Linked DNA regions of Arabidopsis thaliana: region 2 is linked to region 1. Evidence: chromatin contacts called from public capture Hi-C data. All regions are on one chromosome and are shown on one strand. Each heading gives the region's core, a stretch centred on a gene start, on an enhancer-like site or on the middle of the called end of the contact. The rest is flanking DNA. Distances are from core to core; before and after follow the strand shown.

What was found. Capture Hi-C pulls out chosen DNA fragments and counts their contacts.
Region 2: a contact with region 1 is called in a capture Hi-C map of root, with 3 times the contacts expected there. The contact joins the promoter of AT5G11070 here to the promoter of AT5G10980 in region 1. A contact is called at or near these places in 2 of 26 Hi-C or Micro-C datasets (leaf and vegetative nucleus), 1 of 2 datasets of contacts at active chromatin or transcription factors (shoot) and 2 of 3 other capture datasets (root and shoot).

What each region holds. Positions count from the first base shown.
Region 1 is chr5:3,471,933-3,477,490 of TAIR10.1, reverse strand. It overlaps AT5G10980 (Histone superfamily protein), which reads left to right and starts at 3,921. Exons shown (of 3, transcript NM_121136.6): 1 at 3,921-4,213; 2 at 4,472-4,639; 3 at 4,730-5,086. The coding sequence starts at 4,142. The coding sequence ends at 4,900. It overlaps AT5G10990 (SAUR-like auxin-responsive protein family), which reads right to left and starts at 671. Exons shown (of 1, transcript NM_121137.3): 1 at 1-671. The coding sequence starts at 607. The coding sequence ends at 161. AT5G10965 (a long non-coding RNA gene) reads left to right here and starts at 5,402. Exons shown (of 6, transcript NR_143260.1): 1 at 5,402-5,536.
Region 2 is chr5:3,513,056-3,518,812 of TAIR10.1, reverse strand. AT5G11070 reads left to right here and starts at 1,778. Exons shown (of 1, transcript NM_121145.3): 1 at 1,778-2,721. The coding sequence starts at 1,915. The coding sequence ends at 2,373. AT5G11080 (Ubiquitin-like superfamily protein) reads left to right here. Exons shown (of 12, transcript NM_001203358.1): 6 at 74-133; 7 at 222-291; 8 at 366-499; 9 at 589-753; 10 at 871-924; 11 at 1,006-1,164; 12 at 1,254-1,590. The coding sequence ends at 1,364. It overlaps KNAT4 (homeobox protein knotted-1-like 4), which reads right to left. Exons shown (of 6, transcript NM_121144.4): 6 at 5,072-5,757.

The sequences.
Region 1 (5,558 bases), core at 2,672-5,171:
ATCCCACATTTCACGGCCATCTCCTGCGTATCCCCCACCGTGTACTCGAATTACTAACCCGAACCCGATTGAATCAGCCGATTATTCAAAACTCTGCAATTACGAGTAAATTTGTACCGAATCAAACCGGGTCGGAATTAAATGACGATTGTCTCTCCGGTCACCAGATGATAGCCTTCTCGGAGACGCCGTGAAGCAACGGCCGAGATTCCATCAATAGATCCAGCTTGCTCCTAATACCACCGTGGCGATTCTTCTTTAAATCATCGGTACAAGTAAACCGACTTGACCGAGTTATAAACCGAATCGATTCCTCGAAAACCGATTCTTCACACGGGATAACCAACGGTCCCTGGTTAGCAAAACCGAACTCCTCTTCAGCCTTAACCAAGAGATTCATAAGAATGGGGTGGTTCAGATACGTCGCAAGCACCACGAATCTCCTGCAACTTCTCCCAACGTAAACCGCCACGTGTCCTGACGGTACATCTGACGGCACAGATCGTCTGACAGACGACATTCGCGCCTTGTTACGCCATTGCCGAAGCATTTGCCTTAGCTTCACAATGTGTCGGATCTTGCTACATTTTCCGATACCTCCAGCCATTTTTTCCGATTACAGAAGCTTTAACGTGTTGGTATTTCGTTAGACGAGAAAGTGTGAGAAACAGAGAAAATGTGAGGTAGAGAGTTTTTGGGAGGGGGGAGGTATATATAGTAAAGAGAGTAACATAATGCCCTTAGGATTTTGTGATAATTACGAGATTACCACATTGGTTCTTACTTTTGGCTTCTTGCGACGGATGAAACAGGAATAGTGTGTGATTATGAATTAGATTAATTTTATTCGGGAGATTAGTTTTAATTATTATGTTAACAGAGATATTAGATACGATTCTTAGATGAGGAAACATTAAAGATCTTGTGTGTTTTTTTCTTCTTGATGCATTGGATATGTCTGATTTATGATGGATTCGACATGTGAAATTTAGTGGTTGATTATTGGTTAATATAAAATCGTAGGTAGGTTTTTTATAATATGCTAATGAGAGACTATCATGGAAAAACATGATAAACTGGCAGTCATTAGAGACAAAAGAATTTGCTTAGAAATAATTGAATGAAATTGTCAATGATTAGTAATGTAATAAACTTATAATGGTTAGAAAAAAGTTGTCACGTATTGAAAAAAGGAGAAGTAATTTGTAGTATGTGGTAGGAAAATAATAGCATGTGCTAATGTAAACTAAAGAGTGTTGGACAAAAAGAGCAGTCATTGGAAATACTTTAACACCACATTGGGATTTAGAGACACATAAAAGAGGCATTCCTCTCTTTATTATTCATTATATGATATCAAAGTCTTATATCTTTAAATTATGTGTAGCTATTTCTCGTACCAAAATATGCAAGTTTCTATTCCTGCAGATCTCATATTGAGCAGCAAAACATTGGGTTTATAGGAGGCGACGTCAAATTTAAAAGCCCTAAACGATTCCATAATTGGGAACTTCATATAAGCCGGACATATCACGTCGAACAAAAGATCGCAAACAAATATTTGTATATACAATTTAATTTAAAGATATAAATGTTTAATGTTTCAACTTTCAAGATGTAAAAAAGTGTTATCAGTTAGTTCGTGGTCGTACATGCGAAGGAGTGGCTAGCTACAACCGCCGCTCTTGGGTCAAAGTTTTCAATTCTTCAAACTAAACACAAAAAAAAAATGTTCGAGAAAAAGTTAATATACAAATTTTGAATGAATACTAAATTATATCATTATAAGATTAGTATAATTTCAGCGCACGGAAGTGTGAGGTTTCTGGTTAGTTAATAAAATAAATGAAACCCACCACATGCATGCGTAGCAGGAATTGGAGGAAATGTACTTAAACAAATGTAATTTTAATTTTATACTATATAGTCAAAACATAATCGTCTGTTTTAAAGATTTTGTCACCAGAGGCAAATCAGTTTAATTTATTTTTTACAAATAAGTAAGTTTATTGCTATCAAAACAAAAGTATATTATAAGAGACGAACAATAATGTAATGCGGCGTACCAAAACACTAGTTTTTGTAGTTTACGAATGTGTCCACGCCGCCATGTGCGCTAACGTTTCATCTCCAACAAAGAACCCAAAATATTTCTCGTTTAATGTTTGGAGAAAATATAAACTTGATGATTGTCTCTCAATAGACTTGAATCTGATCGTCTCTCAAATTATACTTAACTCGTACATTTTTATGGGATAAAATATGGCCAATTACATAGAACCCACAATATTCCAGTAACTAAAAAAAACAATTATCCACTCTCACCTTAAAATAAAGTGTGGGAGTGATCCAGACAAATATCAAAAACAATGGTTGATCAATAATCCAAAGTTCCAAACCTCGACCACTTATCCATCCTACATATCACATAGTCTGCATGTGACGTGATTTGGTTATAATATTTGCTTAATATCAATTTACATCGTTTTTGTATATTGCAGTCAAGTTAATATATCAAAGGAAATATGAATTAAATGCAAAGGTAATAAAATATAGTATGTATTAAAACAAATAAACTTGGGTCAATCCAAGTGCATGTGGAAGCTTGGATACATTCCCCATGGCCATGGGTTACTTACTAACACTTACTTGTTGAGTTCTAAGGATCTTCTCGTTTGATTTTCTCTTCTTAAGCATATATATTTTCATTAATGCTGCTATGCAGCAATGAGTTTACAGTATAATTGTTATGTCCTGTGAATTCTTTTAAGTATATATTTTGGTAAACTAATATAAAAAGTACTAGAGATCGAATCCATTTAATGAATCGGCATCGGGCAGTCTGTTTCCGCCCTCTTGCACCATGTTCATACGTAGTGACTGAAACTGTGAGGTTTAATTGGGATCAATCACTAACTCTTGTTCTTACAAAATACTCAACTATCTCATCGATTACTATCTTTTGTGTAATGCCTTTTTCTGAACCAACAATATCCATCTAGTAAATATACACATAATATTAACTAGACAGATTATTATAGGTCTGTACTAGAATTTGCTCACCCCCTTAGGAAAAGAGAAAAACTTTGTTACCTAATTACATTTCATCAGAGAGATTAAATTACTTTATGTCGTTCTTAATTCTTATTTTAAAACACGTAAAACTTAAAACTGTATTTTGTGCATTCAAATTTAGGCTTCAATGGCCATAAGCAGAAGTGATAAACTTGAATAATGTTGGGTATTAAATATATATAGCTTTTTCCGTACAACTTTTGTATAGTACGTGAATTCGTTAACGTTCCACACTTACACTCCAATTCTTTTTAAAAGAAACCTTTTGTAAAGATCTATGATACATGTGGAGCAGGAAAACATATGTTCTGTTAAAAACTTGCATTTTCACGTTATAAAAGCCAATTAAGAATAGATTTAACTCAACACGATATCATGCATGAGCAACTTTTTGGTCGATCGGATTTTAGTTAAGAGTTGGGCTGGAATGTTTTCATGTTCTAATACCAAACCGAATTTTAATTATGATGAGGTTATAAACTTATAATTCAACCATGTCCATGTCATATATGTGATGGTTTTAACCCAACCAACTTGAAATCTCGGATCGGAGCGGCCGTACCAAATTTGGTTCGGATCGATATTCAGAACACAGCTGACGAACTCTCAATGCCTTATCAGTTGGGCCTGAACCCAACGCAGTACTCCTACCAAGGGATACGACTCGGCCCATCATCGCTAATTACCAAACATGTAGATCAAATCGTCATTACCTTTTTTCTAACCCAACTAAAATCGTGATTACTTCAAACGACAAACGTAGAAAAGAAACACAAAACTAGCCACGTCATCGATCCTCCCAAGATTAAACCAATCAGAAGCGAGGACGCAGATCGCCAACGTCAGTATTCGCTCTCATAAGTCGAATCTTGACCGTCGAAAATGTGAAGATTGGACCACTTCTGTATTTCCTAATATTAACCGACTAAAACATTCACCTATATAATCATAATCACCTTTTACTATTCCCACACAATCATCAAGAAAACAAAACTCGCTTCCTGATAATCAAATCAAAAGCTTCTCTATCAAGCTTATCGAAAAGTCACATCTTTTGGAAGAAACAATGGCTCGTACCAAGCAAACCGCTAGGAAATCCACCGGAGGTAAAGCTCCCAGGAAGCAGCTTGCCACCAAGGTTTGTCCTTCTATCTTTCATTCATACCGAAATAGTAGATCTAGGGTTCAAATTTGGGTTGAATAACGAGTTTTTGTGGACGAAATCTGAAAAATATGATCTAGGTTTTCTATATTGTGTTGAATTTTTAGTTTATGATCTAATTTAGTATGAATCTTGCGGTTTTGATTTTGTTTATGATGAAATTGGTTGGAAGGGGATCTAGGGTTTATCTAATTTGAGTATTCGATTGCGTCTCTAACGAATTCTTCAATACAGGCGGCGAGGAAATCAGCACCAACCACCGGAGGAGTCAAGAAGCCTCACCGTTACCGTCCAGGAACCGTCGCTCTTCGTGAGATTCGTAAGTACCAGAAGAGTACTGAATTGTTGATCCGCAAGCTTCCCTTCCAGCGTCTCGTTCGGGAAATAGCTCAGGACTTCAAGGTAAAATTTATACTCATTAGCGGCGGATTAAAACTTATCAATTAGGTTATGTTATGGAATTAGGTATACTAATTAGGTTAAATTTTGCAGACGGATCTGAGGTTTCAGAGTCACGCGGTGTTAGCTCTTCAAGAGGCGGCTGAGGCATACCTAGTTGGACTTTTCGAGGATACTAATCTCTGCGCTATTCACGCCAAGAGGGTTACGATCATGCCTAAGGACATTCAATTGGCTAGAAGAATTCGTGGAGAACGTGCTTAAGCTTTTATTTACCTAATTCAAGTTTAGATTTTTACGATGATGTATTAGTATTCTGGATTCTTGTTTCCTATCGCTCTTTTATTTGCTTACCAAGTACATGGTGTTAATTGTTGAACTTACAGCTCTTTTAAGCAAACAGTTATGAAATCTTTCCTTTCCGTTATTGGTTCTTGTTGATTTCTTTGCAAAATTCATTCACAAGTTGCACATAACCCAGAAAAAACTGACAATTTTGATACGAAGATGCATATGAATTTGATTGGATAGTGTGTATGAACGATTGGATAAAACCAACTTGCGATAAAGTTTAAATGTTGCCGCAAAATTCAGAATTATGCTCTTCTCTTTTTTTGAATTTAAAAGGCTTGTCGATGTCAATATGAGCTTCGTAACTTTGGTCTGAAAAACAGATAAGAAAGAGACATAAAAAAGCGTTTTTCTGTTTTAACAAAACAAATTACTTGGAGACAATATGGGCTACATTTTGTTTAAAATTTATTTATATGGGCCAGTTATTGGGCCTTTTAAAATTGTAGATTACATTTTCGTTAACTTGGTCATGTTCGAAAAACTCGGAGTCCTCACGTCAGCGCCGGCGAAATTCCGGTACTGCTCCGTCTTCTACGTGTATTGAAGGTGGGCGTTTCTTTAATAATGC
Region 2 (5,757 bases), core at 529-3,028, 43 kb before region 1:
TGTATCTTCTTTGATGTTTAAGGGCCACTTGAGATTCAAGAAGTAAGCATCTATCTCTCCTTTATTTGGCCAGGGGACTCTGACTGACCATTCTTATCAACTGACCGCAAGAGGATATGATACACCATCTGTTGTAAGTCATTGTAAAAGGTTTCTTATATTCTCAGGGTACACACTCTTTAACTTACTCATGAAAATTATATCTATTGGTCATTCTGCAGGTGATTCCAGATTCTATCACAACCTTATCTCGACATCTGGATCGTATAAGACAAGTGTTTGCTACATATGGTTAGACATGGTTTCTATTTAGTTGAAATAAAATCTCTGAATTTCTGTGACATTTTGTATTGTGAATTTTCTAGGTAACAATGATGATAACAACTGGCAAGCTCCTAACCGTTCCAGGGAGGATCTGATCGCAAGAGAATGTCATTGGGGGGAGTTGGCACATACGACAAGGCGATTGTTGATTGGTGAAGTTGCTGAATGTTTATCAGTATGTTGTCTTCTTCTCTTGAATCGAGTTTTTACCACATTCCATTATATGTTTTTTGATTTTGGGATAAAATTGTTTTCATTGTGCAGAATATTTCAATGTTGCTTGTGGATCAAGTAAATGTTACGGACCCATCAGCCCGAAGATTGCGGCAAGAAAGAGTGGTTGAATCAGGAAGCCTCTTGTGTCACTTAGGAAGTTCAATTCTTGCGTTAGGCCATGGCACCTCAAGAATTAGCATGGGAGAAACACAAGTGTGTACATATGTATCTGATTAATATTTTTAAGACGAATTAGCTTGTAGATGCCTTTGCGTTTATGTGTATGTCTACGACTACAATATAACACTTATCCTTTTGTATGTATCTCAGGATGATGTTGGTCGTGCAGTGTTCATATCCCCAACAGGTCAAAATCGGTTACAGGTTTGTTCTGTCTCTTTCTTCATCACCAATTTATGTATCACTCATTGACACATACACATTTTGACCTTTTTCTTCATATAGTCACATCACTCTTGGCTGCAAACAAGTATTAGAGCAGGAAGGAGGATAAGAATTATATCACGTAGGAGATCATCGAGGAATCAACAACATTCCGATCTCTATTTCAATGCATCTGATCAAAATGCAGACAATACCTCCTCTCCTCGACTTACCACAGATGTAACTAATGGAATCATGGTGACATAGTAATACATATACGCAGTATAGTTATAACTTTGTTGCATTTGTGTGTTGGTATCATTTCGCAGGAGGAGCTTTCAGATTCAGACTCAGAACATGAGATGGTAAACATAGTTAGTACTTTAAACCTATACTATAGCAAAGCCAAGAAAGAGATGGTTGGAAGTTTTGGCCTCTGAGACACTATTTTTTGGATGTGGACGACGCAGAGCGAGTGAAACTTGGTGGTGGAGAATGGAAGCAATTAGAGATGCAAAAAGGAGACACTTTTATATTTTTCATTCGGAACTCTATTTGTTTTTCAAATTACAATAGAACAGCAAAAAGTCTTTTTTTTTTTGTTCATAACATAGTAGCAACACCTTTGTTATATACACTTATTTCCAATAAAAATTGATTCTTTTAAAGTTCAAGTCAAAAACAACAAATTTCTCTAGCAGCACTATCATGGTGAAAACTATATATTATACAAGTAGCAATATTTATTATTACAAAACAAAAATAACTTTAGCAAGAAAACGCGGATCAGGCCCAAAAGCCCACGCATTATCCACGGAGTTTTGTTTACTCTCTCTTATCTTCTTCTTTTTTGTTTTCCTATTTATTCTCACCAGACACATTCTCTTTCCCTCACTTGTCTTCTTTTTTCCTAATTCAAGAAACCATATAATCTTTTCCTCTGTATTTTTTTACAAATCCCTCAAAGAAACAAAATTTACAAGATCAAGAATGTATAACGAATGCAGCTCTCCCTCCACCGCAAGATCAACAACGAGAGTCACAAATCACAGAATGAGATCTCCGATCTGTTGTATAGGAGCCAACGCGGTGGTTGAGCCAGAAGCCATGATGATCGGAGGAGAACAAAGAACACCAAGATCTCCTTACGAATGGCTCAAATCTACGGCGCAGGAGCTAGAGTTAAGAGATCGGTGCCGGCGTGTGAAGTCACGTATCAAGGTTACGTGTCGTAACAACAATTGTGCTTATAATAATTGTGTTCATCATCATCATCATAGCCAGAGTTATCCTGGAGATTTCAGTTACGATCCGTTGAGTTACGCGCTCAATTTCGAGGATAATGTGAGAGCTGATGACGATGGTTCTTTTCCTAATTTCACGGCGAGGTTGCCTCAGTCGCCGGTGACCAAGACGAGATCGGCGACGGTTGATTTGATCTCTTTCTGACGGAATAATTAATTACAAAAAGATTCTTTAAAAAAATATCTTTTCGTTTTCTTGTGTGTGACGGTGGAATGTAACTGTTCGCCGGAGAAATGACGTAAGAATATGACGTCAGGTGTATGTAAATGCTCTCTCGCCATATTGATTTGATATACTTGTAAAATTGATGTGTGCAAATAAAAAGCAGAAACATTTTCTATGTTTCTTACAAATTTAATCCATTTCACTTTATGCGCTTTGTTGAATTGTTCATAAACTGTTACGGACAAACCCTAAAATAATGGTGTGGATCTAATAGATGGTTAATCATTGCATATTTGATTCCATCATTTCAAATCTTGATTTGATCTTAGCGTTCATTAATTACCACATTGTATTTAGATGGAACAAGAGATGGTTAGAGTTTTTTATTCATCAAGAACTATAGCAGAGAATGATGAGTGAGGGAGATTTTTGAACTGATGAGGATTAAATCAGTGTTGGTAGAACGGAGTTGAAACGTGAGTCAAGTGAAAAGCTATATATGGGTGAAATAAAGCATTTAAGACTAATTACAGGACAAGAGACGAAAGCTATGAATTAATGTGTCGGCATCATATGAAACTAGCTTGTAGCTAGAAACGTTTGAACTTTATAAAATTTATGATTTATGGATCGTGATCATTGAGACCGTTGAAGCAAGACATTGGTATTTTTTTGGAGCTAAAACACAATTTTTTGGGTATACAACATCAACATATTTATCTTTTTCAAAAAATATAAAAATATTTGTGTAGTCATATTCATATAGTATTAAACTCATGTCGAGAAGAAAAAGGTTTTTATTTGTATAGTATACTTTTAGATAGAACACAGGAACCTGATTCAGCTACTGGAATTATATATGAATATTAATAATTAGAAGAATCAATCTTTACGTTTCGACTAATTATGAATTAGGTTAGGAAAAAAGAACCTTTAGTGTCTGGAAATAGTATTAATCAAAACACAGAGATTCTGGTAAGCTGTCACGGGCATAGTCATACAAAGCTGGTTTAAGATAGTGGATGCCAATTATCGTATTATTTATCCACAACATTTCATTGAAAAAAGAAGTGGAGATACTGAGGATAAGAGTGTGACTGTGTGAAGTGAAGTGAAGTGGGGAAAATTGAAAAAGAAAAGCGAAGCAAAAACGCTTTCTCACATGTTTTGACGTTTGTGTTGTTACATAGTGATACCTACCACTTGCCACCGGTCGACATGTCTCTTTCTCTTCTGATGCCTCAAATCTTGCTCGTTTTGTCTACTATACATTTTTAGTGTATTATACTCTTTTCTACTTTTTCCCTTACAACTATCTCTAGACTTGATCTCCTATCGAGTCACAACATTCAATATCAATCATCGTCATTGATTGTTTCCATTTTAGATATTTGTATCCACCATTAGTCCAGTACATTTTCTATATAAATCCATAGTGTTTCTAATTAACAAATGTATTATGATATGTTTTAAACATATATTTTGTAAATTGTAAAGGTGTAATTTTTTTTTGTCAACTGTAAAGTTTGCTTTATCAAAAAAAAATAATATACTTGCATCGTGTCCCCAACGACGAATATAGATATGCCATAAAAACTAATGAAATCGTGACGTCCTCAACTTGCAATTGTTACCGTACTACATAGATGAATTCCTTCATCGCATATTAAAAAATATCTTAAAATATAATATTAAGATGTAATGTCAAACTTCATTGAACGTTATTTCCTCGTATTGGTGTTCGAGGAAGAGCTTCTTCTCCCATAAATATCCTAATCTTTTAGAGAAACACCAGATGAATCGAATATTTGTATCAATGATTATCCTAATATACTTACATATAAAAAAATCAGAAAATGTTCCTCATAGATTGGCTAACGTGTAACAGAAAGAAGCGCGCGATAAACTAGAGAGAATGTTGAACTTCTTTGTCGTCCTCTCTGTTTATATTCTCTATCTATCCTCCAGTTACCCACTAACACTTTTATTTTGTGTACTTTTTCTGCGTCACTTTCAGATAACGAATCTTTGATATCTTCAGCAATTGTGAATTGATTTTGAAAAGAAAAGTATTATCTATAAGGACAAAAGAGAAGAAGAAGAAGCAAATTGTTTTCGTCGCTGCTGCAACATAACGGATAACACAGAGTCACAGAGAGCTAGCTGTCTTTTATGATTGGGCCAGCTCTAAAATGCTCCTCTCATATGACTGTCTTGTAAGTAGAAGACAAGACCAATCACAAAACCCCACAACGTTCACAATGCCACGTCATGTGCAATCTTATTCTACCTAAAAAGAGACTCTCTCAACTCATACATTATTACCACCACTAATCTAGCTATCTATCTCCATGAAGGATTATAATTGAAGCAAACCTAAATGTGTAAACGGAATTAGAACTAAAGTTATTTATAATCCAATTGATTTTATTATGGTTAAAACAAAACAAAGACCTATGTTTTACTGTAGTCGAATCAAACCAATCCAAAGAAATCGCATTTACTTAAGTTTTACATTGTTAACTAATAACTCGGTCTTAATTGGAAAAACTAAATTTTAACTAAAAATAAAAACAAACTTCTAAAACTATAACTTTTTCATGATCTTATATGGCTATGAGGTATGAACCATTATGTTAATGATTTGTGCTAGTATTGTTGTTAATTATTTCACCAACTTGATTATAAAAAAGAACAAAAAAAAATCTGATTATAGTATGGATAGAAATGGTAGGTCATCACTCAGGTTCAAAACCCTTGCAAGCCAGTTTGTTGATAAAAATGAAAAGTGTTAATCGGCATCCTTAGAAACAAGAGGACTATGTATGAAACGTCGGCGAGCAAACCCTGTAAGGTAGAGAGTCTAGAGACAATGAGGCCCATAATGGACAATAAAGAAAACGCAGGAAAGGGGCCCAAATTGAAAAACTTTATAATCCCTTTTAATAATTTTGACAACGGCGGAGATAATCTCTTTCTTTCGTTTGCTGGCGACCTTCGCAGAGTTTAGATTTTGGCATTAGGGTTAACAATTCCACATAAAAAGTGGTTCCACTCACAAAACAAAACAAAAAAATTGAAACCATTAATTGAGATAATATATTCAAGCTAAATTAATATGTATATTTGTGTAGATTACGGCCAATGATTGCACAAATTAAATGCATAACGAGAAATTTCCATGTTATTCACAAGATATAATGATGGATTGATGGTGGAGAATGGAGATGGCAGTGAAGACTGACGATCCTATCATAAAGTCCATCTAAAACCTCATATTACAAATCATGCTTTGGGGTTTAATTTTGTGTGGCCCTAATCATTACCAAATATGAAAGCCATACCATGTACTGGCACAAAATT